2 separate regions of the Hordeum vulgare genome follow, and region 1 is linked to region 2. The links are chromatin contacts, called in public HiChIP or PLAC-seq maps. All regions are on one chromosome and are shown on one strand. The core of a region is the stretch at or near the end of the contact, and the rest is flanking DNA. Distances in the headings are between cores, read along the strand shown. Region 1 holds the start of LOC123402299. Region 2 holds the start of LOC123404047 (nicotinamidase 1).

Region 1 (6,508 bases), core at 643-3,142, 150 kb before region 2:
AGGTATCTCCGAAGGTGTCCGTTGAGTTAGCATGGATCAATACTGGGATTTGTCACTCCGTGTGACGGAGAGGTATCTCGGGGCCCACTCGGTAATACAACATCACACACAAGCCTTGCAAGCAAAGTGACTAAGTGTAAGTCACGGGATCTTGTATTACGAAACGAGTAAAGAGACTTGCCGGTAACGAGATTGAAATAGGTATGCGGATACCGACGTTCGAATCTCGTGCAAGTAACATACCGAAGGACAAAGGGAATGACATACGGGATTATATGAATCCTTGACACTGAGGTTCACCGATAAGATCTTCGGAGAATATGTAGGATCCAATATGGGCATCCAGGTCCCGCTATTGGATATTGACCGAGGAGTGCCTCGGGGCATGTCTACATAGTTCTCAAACCCGCAGGGTCTGCACACTTAAGGTTCGATGATGTTTTAGTATAGTTGAATTATATGTGTGGTTACCGAATGTTGTTCGGAGTCCCAGATGAGATCACGGACGTCACGAGGGTTTCCGGAATTGTCCGGAAACGAAGATTGATATATAGGATGGTTTCATTTGGTTACTGGAAAGTTTCGGGCAATTCCGACAGTGTACCAGTGACGAATGGGTTCCAGATGTTCACCGGGAGGGGCCCACCCACCCAGGAGTGAGCCCAAGGCCCTAGGGTGGCGCCACAAGTCCTTAGTGGGGTGTTGGAGTCAGCCCAAGGAGCCCATGGCGCCACATAAGAAAATACCAAAAAGGAAAGAAAAAAAGGAAAGAGGGAGGTGGGAAGGAAGAGGAGGACTCCTCCTTCCCAAACCGAATTGGAGGAGTCCTCCTCCTCCCTGGCGGCCGACGCACCCTTGAGGCCTTGTGCCTCAAGTCTAGCCCCTTCCCCTCCCTCCTATATATAGTGGTGGTTTAAGGCTTTTTGAGACACAACTTTGCCACGTGCAACTCTAGCCTAAACCACACAGTTTCGCCTCTAGATCGGATTTCTGCAAAGCTCGGGTGGAGCCCTGCAGGAGTAGATCATCACCACCACTGGAGCGCCGTCACACTGTTGGAGTACTCGTCTACTTCTCCGTCTTGCTTGCTGGATCAAGAAGGCCGAGATCATCGTCGAGCTATACGTGTGCTGAACGCGGAGGTGCCGTCCGTTCGATCGTGGGACGGTTTGAGGGACGTGAAGACGTTCCACTACATCAACCGCGTTTCTTAACGTTTCATGTTGTGCGATCTACAAGGGTACGTAGATCCAAATCACCACTCGTAGATGGACATCACCATGATAGGTCTTCGTGTGCGTAGGAATTTTTTTGTTTCCCATGCAATGTTCCCCAATAGGGGAAACTTTCCTCGGAGCTGCGGCGACTGTTTTGATATTTATTTCGGATCCTCCTATCCTCGAAGCTTTGGCTATCACACAAACTCTTGCGCTAACAAATGATCTATACATACAAAACTTCCAAGTTGCCTCAGATAGTGAGGTAGTAGTAAATGATATCCTGAATCGTACCTCGGCAACCTATGGTGCCATAATTCAAGAAATTTTAGACATTTCATTTTCTTTTAATTCTTGTAAGTTCGTTTATGAACGTAGGAACTTCAACTTTAAAGCTCACAATTTAGCAAAACATGCTCTTAACCTGCAAGGTGGCCGTCATGTTTGGTTAGGCCATCCGAGAAATCTGCCATCCGTCTCTGTAAACATTGTGACGAATTAATAAAGCTTCCTGAGTTGTCTAAAAAAAAGTTAATTGCTCCCCCCAATTAGGGTTTCGGTTGTGCTTCTTGGGCTGGGCCAGCCAGTGCGTCTGGACCACAACAAATACGAAACCTAACCAGGCCCAGCCTACCACCCAGCCTGCCCTTGCGTGCGTCGTGGCCCAACGGCACTTTCCCGCACCGCCCAACCAAAATCCGACCGTTGCGCTCTCCTCGCCTTTTGCCTTCTTCCCCACCGCGCCGATCCCGCAGCCCTAGTAGTTTTCCCCAATTCATTTGGTTCCAATCCATCCCCCAACAAGGCAAGAACTCGACTCTTTCCTGCGCGCGGACAGGCCAAGAACAACAACTCCCCCGCGTATCCGGCGAGGTACTCCTCGTTCCCCCCCCCCCCCCCCCCCCCCTTCCTCTCGATTCTTGACCTCCGCCGCCGCTCCCGCCTCCCACCTCTCACGCGCGTCGCCGTTCCCGTTCTTTCCGGCGAGGGGTTCCGCGGCCTTTGGCCCTAGGGTTTTAGGTATATACGAGGCTGCTCTCATCCAGCGATTACTCAGATCCCGCCGCCAACCTTTGCGATTTCCGGGCGCACCGTCTAGATCCGCCATCCATCCATCTGGTTCGCGTCTTCTTCTTCTTCTTCTGGGCCGGGGTTATGGGCGTCGACGCTTATGTCTTCCGATCTGTTTTTTAGACGCGCCAAGCGCGCTCTTTCCGAATACGCGTTTCATATTTCATACCGGGATTGCGGTTAACCTAGAATCTATATGTGAGACCGGGTTGCCTTTTCAAAACAACGTGGTCCGATGCGTAAATCCTGTGCAAGCTGCAGTTTCTGTACCACACAAACAATAGGATGGGAAGTTCTTGATTCATACTATCCGTGAGCGGAATCTTGGTTGCCTTCACAAGACAATGTGGTCCGATGTTAAAATAAACTGATTGCAAGTTTCTTTACAGCACAATAGCATTGGGAACTCTGTTGTGTGTTGCTTCTGTCGTCTGATTGATTTCCCTTTGTACAGCAGCATTTAACTCCATCCAGGCTTCCGAGGTACAAGAAGAAAGGATTCTCTTCTGCCATGGCTTTCCCAGCTCCAGCTGCTGTATTCCTTGATGAGAACCTGCCAATCCATAGAGGTGAGGCTTCTTTTTCTCAAACTAATTCATGGTATGAAGTTTCCTGTTGTAAGCCCCCTGACACACTTGTTCCTGCTGTGCAGGCAAGAGGGCTGATGGGCTGAACGCCAGGCCACTGAAACCATCAGCAAAGCCATCAGCAAGGAAGGCCCTGCGGGATGTGTCCAACACCGGCAAGCCCCAAGCGCCTAGCATTCAAAAAGGCCACCCCTTGAAGGACAGGTCCGTCCTGAAAGACAAGTCTGCTCTGCGCAGCCAAGAAGCCATTAAGAAGAACCCACTGAGCAAGACTACAATCTATGCTGATGAAGCCACCAAAAAATGTCATGAATGGGCTAAGGGTGGGGTGGAACGCACCCACTTCACTGGGAATGATGCTCAGAAGTTGGACAATGACAAGATAGACAAACGTGAGAATTGCTTCATTTACCTGTTCGTATTTGGGCAGACCTTTTCAATATGTGCATGTAATGTAACTGGTTATATCATCTCTGTGCAGGTGTCAAGAAAAAAGTGGAGAAAATGACGTCAGCATTGCATGACTGGTCAAATGTGATATTTGATCCTCTGCTGTTTCCAGCTAAGGTAAGCCACCCACATACTTCTCGCCAATTTACATGTAAACGTTCTGTTAGTGTTGGTCTCTTGTTCGATAAACTGCTAAAATTCACATCCAGTCTAACTAATTATGATAACGTTAGCAAACAGGAAGAATGTTTATCTGTAGACGCAATTAAGAAGTAGTAAAAATGTGGACTAGTCAACAAAGATGTATGTACTTATGGATGTTGCTTCTGAATGCTCATAATCTCCGTTGGACCCTTGCAACACTGTGTAGCTACTTGTGGACGATACCGCTGATAACTTCCAATCTGGATTTTGCCTACAATATATGTTTAAGCTCTGCACATCAGTGTTATCTGTTTTTTTCTTTTGGAAAATTTGTTTATGTATATTCAATTTTGCTTATTGCTAGTAACAATGAAGGAATTTGTTTCCATTATGCTGTCGGTGTCCTGTCCTGTTGCAATTTCTCTACTTTGAATTTATCCGCAATGGTTGTATTGATAGTAGTATTAAACAATGGTGTATATATCATCTTCTTGCATCTGTTTTGTGTAAAAAAACACATGACATGTATAAACTACTGGAAGGAATGATCGGACAGAGAGGAAATATGTGCGAGAGGGGACAAGTTTTGTGCAGTATAATCGTACTGCTTTTTCTGTTCCTCTTCTCCTTTATTCATCTTCGGTTACAAACTAACTTGAGCTAAAAACGGGCGTTGGTCCGAGTTTAACGACCATGCCAGTCCTCCTTCTCCCCTACATAGCTGCCACGATCACCTTGATCTGTGTCATCCCACGGAGTGAACCGGCAGCCCTACTAAGGAAACAAAGCAAAGACTTGGCCGAGAGGTGCACATGCACACATTACATGGCCCCTTATTCGTCTGACTGAAAATCAAACTTATAGCTAAGGGAATTTGTAACAGGATTATAGGCCAACATAAACCAACAGTCATTGTTTAGTCGTATAGTATGTTCCTGTTCCTTAATTTGCCTGGTATATATGTTCTTGTTATCGGTCTTTACATGCTATTGAAGATATCCTTGTTTGTCATTCGCTCATGCTCCAGTGAACAATATTTGTTGTTTCTATTCATTTCCCCCTCTCTTTTAATGCATTATCTTGATACCAGAAATGCAATATCTGTTTGTTGATGATTCAGGCAGTTGCACCATTTTATGAAGAAGTGAACGTGCTGGAACTGGAGCCTGAAATTCTTCCAGACATCAGTAGGCGTCTCTCGATTTCAGGTCTCTTTCTCCCTCGCAGATTCATAGGCTCACTCTTGTTTGTTTAACGTGTCACTCAACGCATTACGTGGCAATCTGCAATTCTGTTTCAGTTTTCTCACATGTGTACATTTTTTGCATCCAGGCGATAAGGCAAAGCTGATTGAAGTTTCTTTTGATGAAGTTGAGCTTGACAGCTACTCACTCCTGGAGGACAAGCCTGTTGAGTTTCAGCTGAGAGACGAGATAAGTCGTCATCCTTGGAGCGTTGGGTCAGTGAACTGAAGAGTCCCTCTGCCCACCTGAAAAAGCTTAAACTGCACTGCTGTCACTGCCTCCTTTGCAACATTGCTTGCTCAAGAGCGAGCAGTGGACTATAGAATTAGAATCCTAGATGCTGCTGTTCTTTTCTCTCGTCTGCGGTGATGGATGAACCTAACGTACTATGGTTTCAATGTTGCAGTGGAAGCAGCTTAGCTTCCTGTTTGTTTTGGCTGAGATGCTTTTTCAGTCAGTCATGTGTAAATGGTTGCGTAAGATCACTCTTATTTTTCAGCTTGGTGATGGATGAACCTAACGTACTATGGTTCCAATGTTGCAGTGGAAGCAGCTTAGCTTCCTGTTTGTTTTGGCTGAGATGCTTTTTCAGTCAGTCATGTGTAAATGGTTGCGTAAGATCACTCTTATTTTTCAGCTTGGTCATCGGTTAAACGTGTGTCTTTGCCAAAATTTAAACCTTCATGACACACACCCGGTTTGATGGAGAGGAATGGTTTTGGAATAAAACTTTGTTTTGTGCAAAGAAAGCACTTTGCTTATAGTGGATAAATGAGTCAGGCACAACCTTTTAGTAGAAGCAGAACGCATTAAGTTTATGTAGATAGTGATGCTGTCCCTGTTGCTTATAGTGGATAAATGAGTCAGACACAACCTTTTAGTAGAAGCAGGACGCATAAACAGGTAAAGAACTTGTCGAATGTCGAATATGTCTGTCCCTGTTGCTCCAGCTTCTCCTCATTTCCTCAAGTGGAGCTTTGCCGTGCATGCCCTAATAAAGAGAATCTCTGTCCTGTCCGTTTTGAAAAGAAAAAAATATTTGTCCTATAAAAGCATCTACAGCCAGACTGGACAAATCCGGCTGTATATACGTCCCTCGTACTTTGCTCTCTGCATCCACATCTCATATTCAAACTTTTAAATCCATGCAAAATCTTCAAATCCATGCAAAATCTTGTACACAAAACCAAGCACGTCAATCACACAAATTAAATACCACACGCAAATATGTTGGTATCGAACATAAATTTATTTAAAATGCACAATCAATCATCTGTTCTTTCATTTTCATTGTGGGTCAACATATGTTTCACTAGATCATTGAGTAGTTGTGCGTGCACGTGATGATATCGGAGATTCTGATACATCTGCAGAAAGTTAATAAGCTTAACTGCATCTTGATTTTTCGGGATTTCAACTTGTTCTCGAGGTGCTTAAATATCATTAGTTTGAGCTACACCATCACCTCATCCTCGACGATCATATTGTGCAAAATAACACAACATGTGATTAGCTGTTCTAAAGTTTCGGGTTCCCACATCATTGCAACCCCACGAACAATTCTCCAACGCGCTTGCAGCACTCCGAACGCCCTCTCCATATCCTTCCTAGTTGCTTCCTGCATTGTTGCGAAGTGCTTTTGTTTTTTGCCATGTGGTTCGGATATGGTCTTCACAAATACGACGCGCTGAGGATATATGCCATCGGTAAGATAGTATTTCATGTTGTAGTCTCGGTCGTCGATGGTGTAGTTGCATGAAGGTGATTCCCTGTTGCAAAGCCTCTTGAACACCGG
Region 2 (6,055 bases), core at 2,609-5,108:
ATCAAAATCACCAAGGGAGCATATGTCCTTTCATATATGTTTACCCTTGGAGGTGGTGTTGTTTCCTGGAAGTCTTGCAAGCAAATGATCTTAATGAGATCGACAATGGAAGCAAAATTAAGAGCATTAGACACATCTGGTGTCGAAGCAGAATTTCTTCGAGGTCTTTTGATGGACTTGTGTGTGGTTGAGAAGCCGGTTCTGGCTATCCTTATGAACTGTGATAATCAGACAGATATTGTCAAAGTAAAGAGTTTGAAGAACAACATGAAGTCCAACAAACATATAAGAATGATCTTGAAAGTTGTCAAACATTTAAGAAGCTCCGGAGTGATAGCGTTGGATTACATCCAAACGGCTAAGAATCTGGCAGATCCCTTTGCTAAAGGACTATCACGTGTTGTGATAGATAATGCATCGAGGGATATGGGTATGAGACCCACATGAGCTGCCATGGTAGTAACCCAACCTATGTGATCGGAGATCCTGTGAAGTAGGACGTGGGAAAATAAGCCAGTGGTGAACTAAGGAGAGTAACTTTACTAACCCACTCTGTTGGAGATGCATTACTCTTGGATACTGTACGGTAGGATGACCACTGCCTTAATGTGTTCTAAAGCTTATGTGTAAGCAAGATGTTGTCCTACAGAGTGATCTTTGGAAGAACACACCTATATGAGCCCGACTGCTAGTGATGGTCTATGAGATTGGGGTGATTTCTAGTAAGCTCATGAATGCCAAGAGTGTGGCCAATATGCTCCATCCAAGGGGCCAGCCTTTAGTCCTAGTACTAATAAGACTTGTGGTCAAACTTCTTTACGCCAAACTGACAATTCAAGGCATAGTCCATTGTTCAGTTGTGAAGGAGTGTAGCTACTTGTTCTAGGTGAATCTCAACCTTAACAAGTCTTCACTGAAATGCCGGTATATCAAAATAGTGATTGGAACAAGAAGACATAATGTGCCCTTGAGATATGGTGGGGAATTGTTGAAACATGAGATGGGCTTAGGGCCCATAAGACAATTTCAAAATATCTCTAAGGGCCCATATAGGTGTTGGCATGAAAAGGGGTGGTGGGAAGTTCAGTCCCACCTTGCTAGTGGAGAAGGAGTTGGACCTCTTTATAAGGGTCTCTCTTCCATATGCTATTAGAGATTAAGAAGAGAAGAGGCCCTCGCGCACTCCTCCTCCGCCGCCCGCCTCGCCACGCCATGCTTCTTCATGATGCGTTGCGGGTTGCAGGGTTGAGCCAAACCGAGCTCATACCTACGCGCTTATTTTTATCGGTCACGAATGGAGAATACATAACGGACACGCCATGATCTGAGACATTGGATCGTGGGTTGTTACCCACTCAGACATGGGTTCCGTCCACGTCTCTCTACCCGGTCGCGCCTACATAAGCAAGGCTCCTGCCAACCCTAGTCGTCACGAGATCATATCACATCTGCCTTCACGTGATTGTTCCCTTTTGCTGGTGCTACCGTCGGCGACTCCGTCCCATTCACCGTGTATACAGTCGATGGGAGATCAGGCCTCCGAAACCCCGCCTCTCCGGATCCTGTACAGGAGAGGGGCGATTAGGTTTTTGGGGAGCAACTACGCGACTGCTTGCCTTCGTTCGACTGCTTCTTCTATGTCTGCGCCATCTTTGTCATCACCATGTCTCCACCAACTGACTCCGACCGTCTCGCCCTCGAGAAGGCCGAAGCCGACAAGAAGGCGGCCGAGGATGATGCCGCTGCCACTGCTGCTGCTAGGGCCAACTGGACGATTGGAGGGTACAACTCGTTTATCCCACTCCTGCGTATTTCAGTCTTAGCAGTACTAGTTATATGCGTAGATATTTCTACTATATGTGTAGTACATGCTAATCTGGTTTGTAATCAGTATGTCAGTAATCTAGTCAATGCCATGACACTGATTATTTCATGGATTAATTTAATCGAAAAATTGCCTATTTACTCAACAAAAAAGATGACGAAACCATGGATCATGTCGAAAAGTTGGGTTTGGAGCAAATTAATCCTTCTCGAGTAGCTTTGCTCCGGATACCCTATCCCGATTGATCACTCTTCTTCCTTTGATTGAGCCCTTGAAATTGAGAATATGCTTCGCTTGTCTGTCCATTTCGTCTTGCATGGTCATGAGCATGATCATGTCCACTTCTTCGTCTGAATTCGATGAATCAAAGAACTCATCTTGAATCACTTGATCAAGCTCCGTCGGTCCATACTCGTCGACGGACAGACCATCGGAATCCATCGTTTTCCCTAAAAATTTGACCAAAAAAATCGATCAGACACTATATCGAATACATCCAGCACAAGACAGAGCCAGAGAGTTGTCGGACGTACCGCGGTGTCTTCCGGGCCGACGGCGACGTCCTCCGCGACGAGGAGGAGACAAAAGACTCCTCCGACGAAGCTCGCGAGGCAGAGGCTACGAACGGCGACGGAGCTGCGAGACGGACGACGCGAGGATCCGCCAATTCTGCGGGGTGGATATGGTGCAATTTGTCATGGGGTCAGGATGTTGGATCCGACGTGGCGGGCGTGCCCGAGCTTCTCCATATCCTTTCCATATTTGGGCTGGATATGACGGGTGCGGGTCAGCCCGGGCGTTTGAGACCGATTTGAGAGGTCCGGTTGGGTCGAAATTTCGTCGTCGAACGATCTTTCCGGGCGCTTGAGGGGGGTATGAGGGGTCCGGTCGTGGATGTTGTAAGGCCTTCCACTATATAATCGGTGTCCAGTACCTTAAAATCTTGCCACCTCATCGGCAGTGTGTGTTTGCAGCGTGTGTAAAAAGTAAACCCACACTTGCATAAACACAAATGTCTTTCGTCGCCGATCCATCCCGATTAAGGGGTTACTTACATAACATGAGTTGTGTGTGAGATCATTGTGATAGATAACAATGGTGTGATGCGTCGTGCACCCAATCGACATGATACGTTGGTCTCAAAAGTAAACCTAAACTGCAAAATCAACATGTAATTGGATGGTTAAAGGAACGGTGATATCCCATTTCACCAGAATTTAAATTCTGATGCTCGCATTATTTCTGAATTTATTTCAGGATTTTTAACGATATGTTTTTAGGGGAGGAGATGTTTCCGTTGAACTTTGTAACTCAATGATATACCGGCTCAATCGCGTGTCAATCCACCGCAAATCAGCTCAGCGCCTTCTCACTCACTCCAAGTCCAAACCTTCAGATTTGGTGATTTAGAGAAGGATTTGAGGGAGGGGGCAGTGGCTGGGAGAGGGGGCTGGGGGAGGGGAATGAGGAGGGGTGGGGAGGGGGGCTGGCCCGTGGCCAGTTAAGTCAATGTGTGGCGCCTAAGCGCTAGGCGTCACACATTGTACGCCTGAGGCTTAGGCGTCACACTGCCTGGGGGGTGGGCCCTCCCTGCCAGGTGGTCGGGGGGTGTGGCGCCGAACGGCTAGGCGTCACACAGTGTAGTGTGCCGCCTAGGTGTCGGGCGCCACACAAAAGGGTCAGGCCGGTGAAATATTTCCCCCGATGAGTCACTCCGTGAGTTCTTTCCCCAGGGGTCATTTTTGTCAATTTTGCCTTTCTCACTCACTCCAAGTCCAACCACTCCTTGATGTAGGCCGTATAGTTGTTTTCTCCAGGGTCTGTTCGCTCATATCCGCGCGTAGCCACATTTTTTTTTTTATCAAATCAGTTCACCCGGGTGGACGAATGAATTTCCCTTCTTATCTTTTGGATGTTGGTTTGACTAAGTTCGCCAATCCGGGACCCACCGCCTCTCCCCGGATTTACAACTGGATGGTGCCAGTCGAGAAAGATTTTAGACAAAACGGGGCCCGTGACGACTAGTTGATCGGGACCAGTCAAACCCAAACCACCAACCGCCCCTTCTTCCCTTCACGCACGCATCTCCATGGGGTCCGAAGCCAACGGCGGCGGCGCCGCCGTGATTGACCTGCTCCGCTCGGCGGCGCCCTGCCCGCCGGACGCCGACCTCCTCCTGACGCCCGGCACGGGGCTCGTCCTCGTCGACCTCGTCAACGGCTTCTGCACCGTCGGCGCCGGGAACCTCGTGAGCTCTGCTCCCCCTCCTCTCTTCTGTTTTCGAGTAGTAGGTACTCATATCGGTGCGCGCGCGCGCGGGGTTGATCGGCTCTTGCGGGAGCTCGGTTGATGCATGCCATGCCACCATGCTGGCTTAGTTGGAGTTTTGCTGGTTGCTCTACGATGGGGACGCGAGTGATTTGAATAGGCCAGATAGCCTCCCCCAGCTTCCTCCTACCTTGCTTCTTGGCTCTTCTTGTCACGCACTTCTTGCTCTGCCTCGTGTTTCTTTTCTCTTTATGGCCCATCTTGAATCTCCACTCCGCCCTTCTTCCTCCCATGGATTAATATCATCAATCTGCATCAAGTATTATTACTCGCTTTGCTTATAAGAAAAGATGGCGTCTGTCTGCAGGCCCCTGTCACGCCGAATAAACAGATCGACAAGATGGTGGAGGAGTCTGCTAGGCTTGCCAAGGTCTTCTGCCAGAGGAACTGGCCGGTCTTTGCGTTCCTCGATACCCACTACCCCGATAAGCCCGAGCCGCCTTTTCCCCCGCATTGCATCATCGGTTCCGGTGAAGAAAACTTTGTTCCAGGTTAAACACCGGCTCCACACTTTCCTTATTATTACTTCTCTTATTAAGCCTATGTCGCAGAGCATGTTCAGTCTCTCATGCTGGACTGGGATGCTAAATCCATGTTTTGGCAAACCTGATACGGGAGAATGACAACAGAACACGTTCCGTATCTGGATTCTGACGAAGTTTAATCTGCCATATGCAGCTCTGGAGTGGCTGGAGAATGATCCAAATGTGACAATGAGGCGCAAGGACTGTATTGATGGTTATCTTGCTTCATTTGAGAAGGATGGGTCCAATGTTTTCAGCGAGTGGGTCGCAAAGTTCCAGATCAAAACCGTAAGCGGATCCTTTCTTTTTAAGTGTTCGGTGAAAAAGAAAGGGTGATCACATTTATATATGACTCGTGAATTTGCTTGATGCAGGTTTTGGTTGTGGGAATATGCACAGACTACTGTGTTCTGGACTTTGTGAGTTCAACTCTGGCTGCAAGAAACATTGGCCGAGTGCCCCCGTTGGAAGATGTTGTGATCTATTCTGAGGGATGTGCTACATTTGACCTCCCTGTCGAAGTAGCCAGGAGTATCAAAGGAGCTTTGGCCCATCCACAGGTACTCAGCAACTAAAATATACTTCCTCCGTCCCATAATGTAAGATGTTTTTTCACACTGGTGTAGGGTCGGAAAACATCTTACGTTATTATGGGACGGAGGGAGTACTATGCATGGTCAGTGAGACCGTAGACTTCAGAAAGACTCAGAATGAGAATAGATAGCTTTCACATTCTGGAGCATGTAATTTAGCTAGTATTAGGTTTTGTAAGACATAGGACTTTGACGGAATTCCTAGTATCCAGATTTTATACCGTGCTAAAAACATAGGACACCTGATCCTTAGTTTATAGCAATAGAACAAAGAGGTGTTCTGCCTAAGAGAAGTGGACTAGTTTTACACGGAAAATACATTGCCTTGTTGGCTGCGAAGTGTTTACGCGTAGAGTTAAGCCCGTTTTCTCTTGACCTGAAAGTTACTACATAGACACAATGGTGGCAACTTTGCTTTGATATATTGTGCGTTTCTTTGCTCGTTAAAAGAAAGAAACATGGAGTGATAGTTAACCTGTTATTGTTTCAAAAGAAAAAAGTTAACCTTTTATGATGATGCAGGATCTTATGCATCACATGGGACTTTACATGGCCAAATCAAGGGGTGCAAAGATAGTTGACAGAATAATTCTTGAAGAATAAGACTAATCATTAATCAAGTCTGAGATAGTCTTGCAAGGAGGACCGTGCTAGGGTTCTATGTTGTCCTCCTGTTTATCCACTCTGTAAAATAATCAGATGCTGTATCTGCCGCCTGGTGCACTGACACTGTTCTATGGGTCATGCATCTTTATCTGTATGCATGGTTATATCTGTAATTATCC

What was found. HiChIP or PLAC-seq counts read pairs in DNA pulled down with a chosen protein or histone mark.
Region 1: an H3K4me3 HiChIP or PLAC-seq map of embryo shows a contact between it and region 2, with 4 times the contacts expected there. The contact joins the promoter of LOC123402299 here to the promoter of LOC123404047 in region 2. A contact is called at or near these places in 2 of 6 Hi-C or Micro-C datasets (leaf and seedling) and 1 of 1 datasets of contacts at active chromatin or transcription factors (embryo).

The regions. Positions count from the first base shown.
Region 1 is chr6H:345,332,792-345,339,299 of MorexV3_pseudomolecules_assembly, reverse strand. LOC123402299 reads left to right here and starts at 1,892. Exons shown (of 6, transcript XM_045096202.1): 1 at 1,892-2,090; 2 at 2,746-2,857; 3 at 2,941-3,267; 4 at 3,357-3,442; 5 at 4,590-4,677; 6 at 4,841-5,249. The coding sequence starts at 2,800. The coding sequence ends at 4,941.
Region 2 is chr6H:345,185,989-345,192,043 of MorexV3_pseudomolecules_assembly, reverse strand. It overlaps LOC123404047 (nicotinamidase 1), which reads left to right and starts at 3,858. Exons shown (of 5, transcript XM_045097961.1): 1 at 3,858-4,073; 2 at 4,461-4,644; 3 at 4,832-4,965; 4 at 5,052-5,237; 5 at 5,793-6,052. The coding sequence starts at 3,915. The coding sequence ends at 5,873.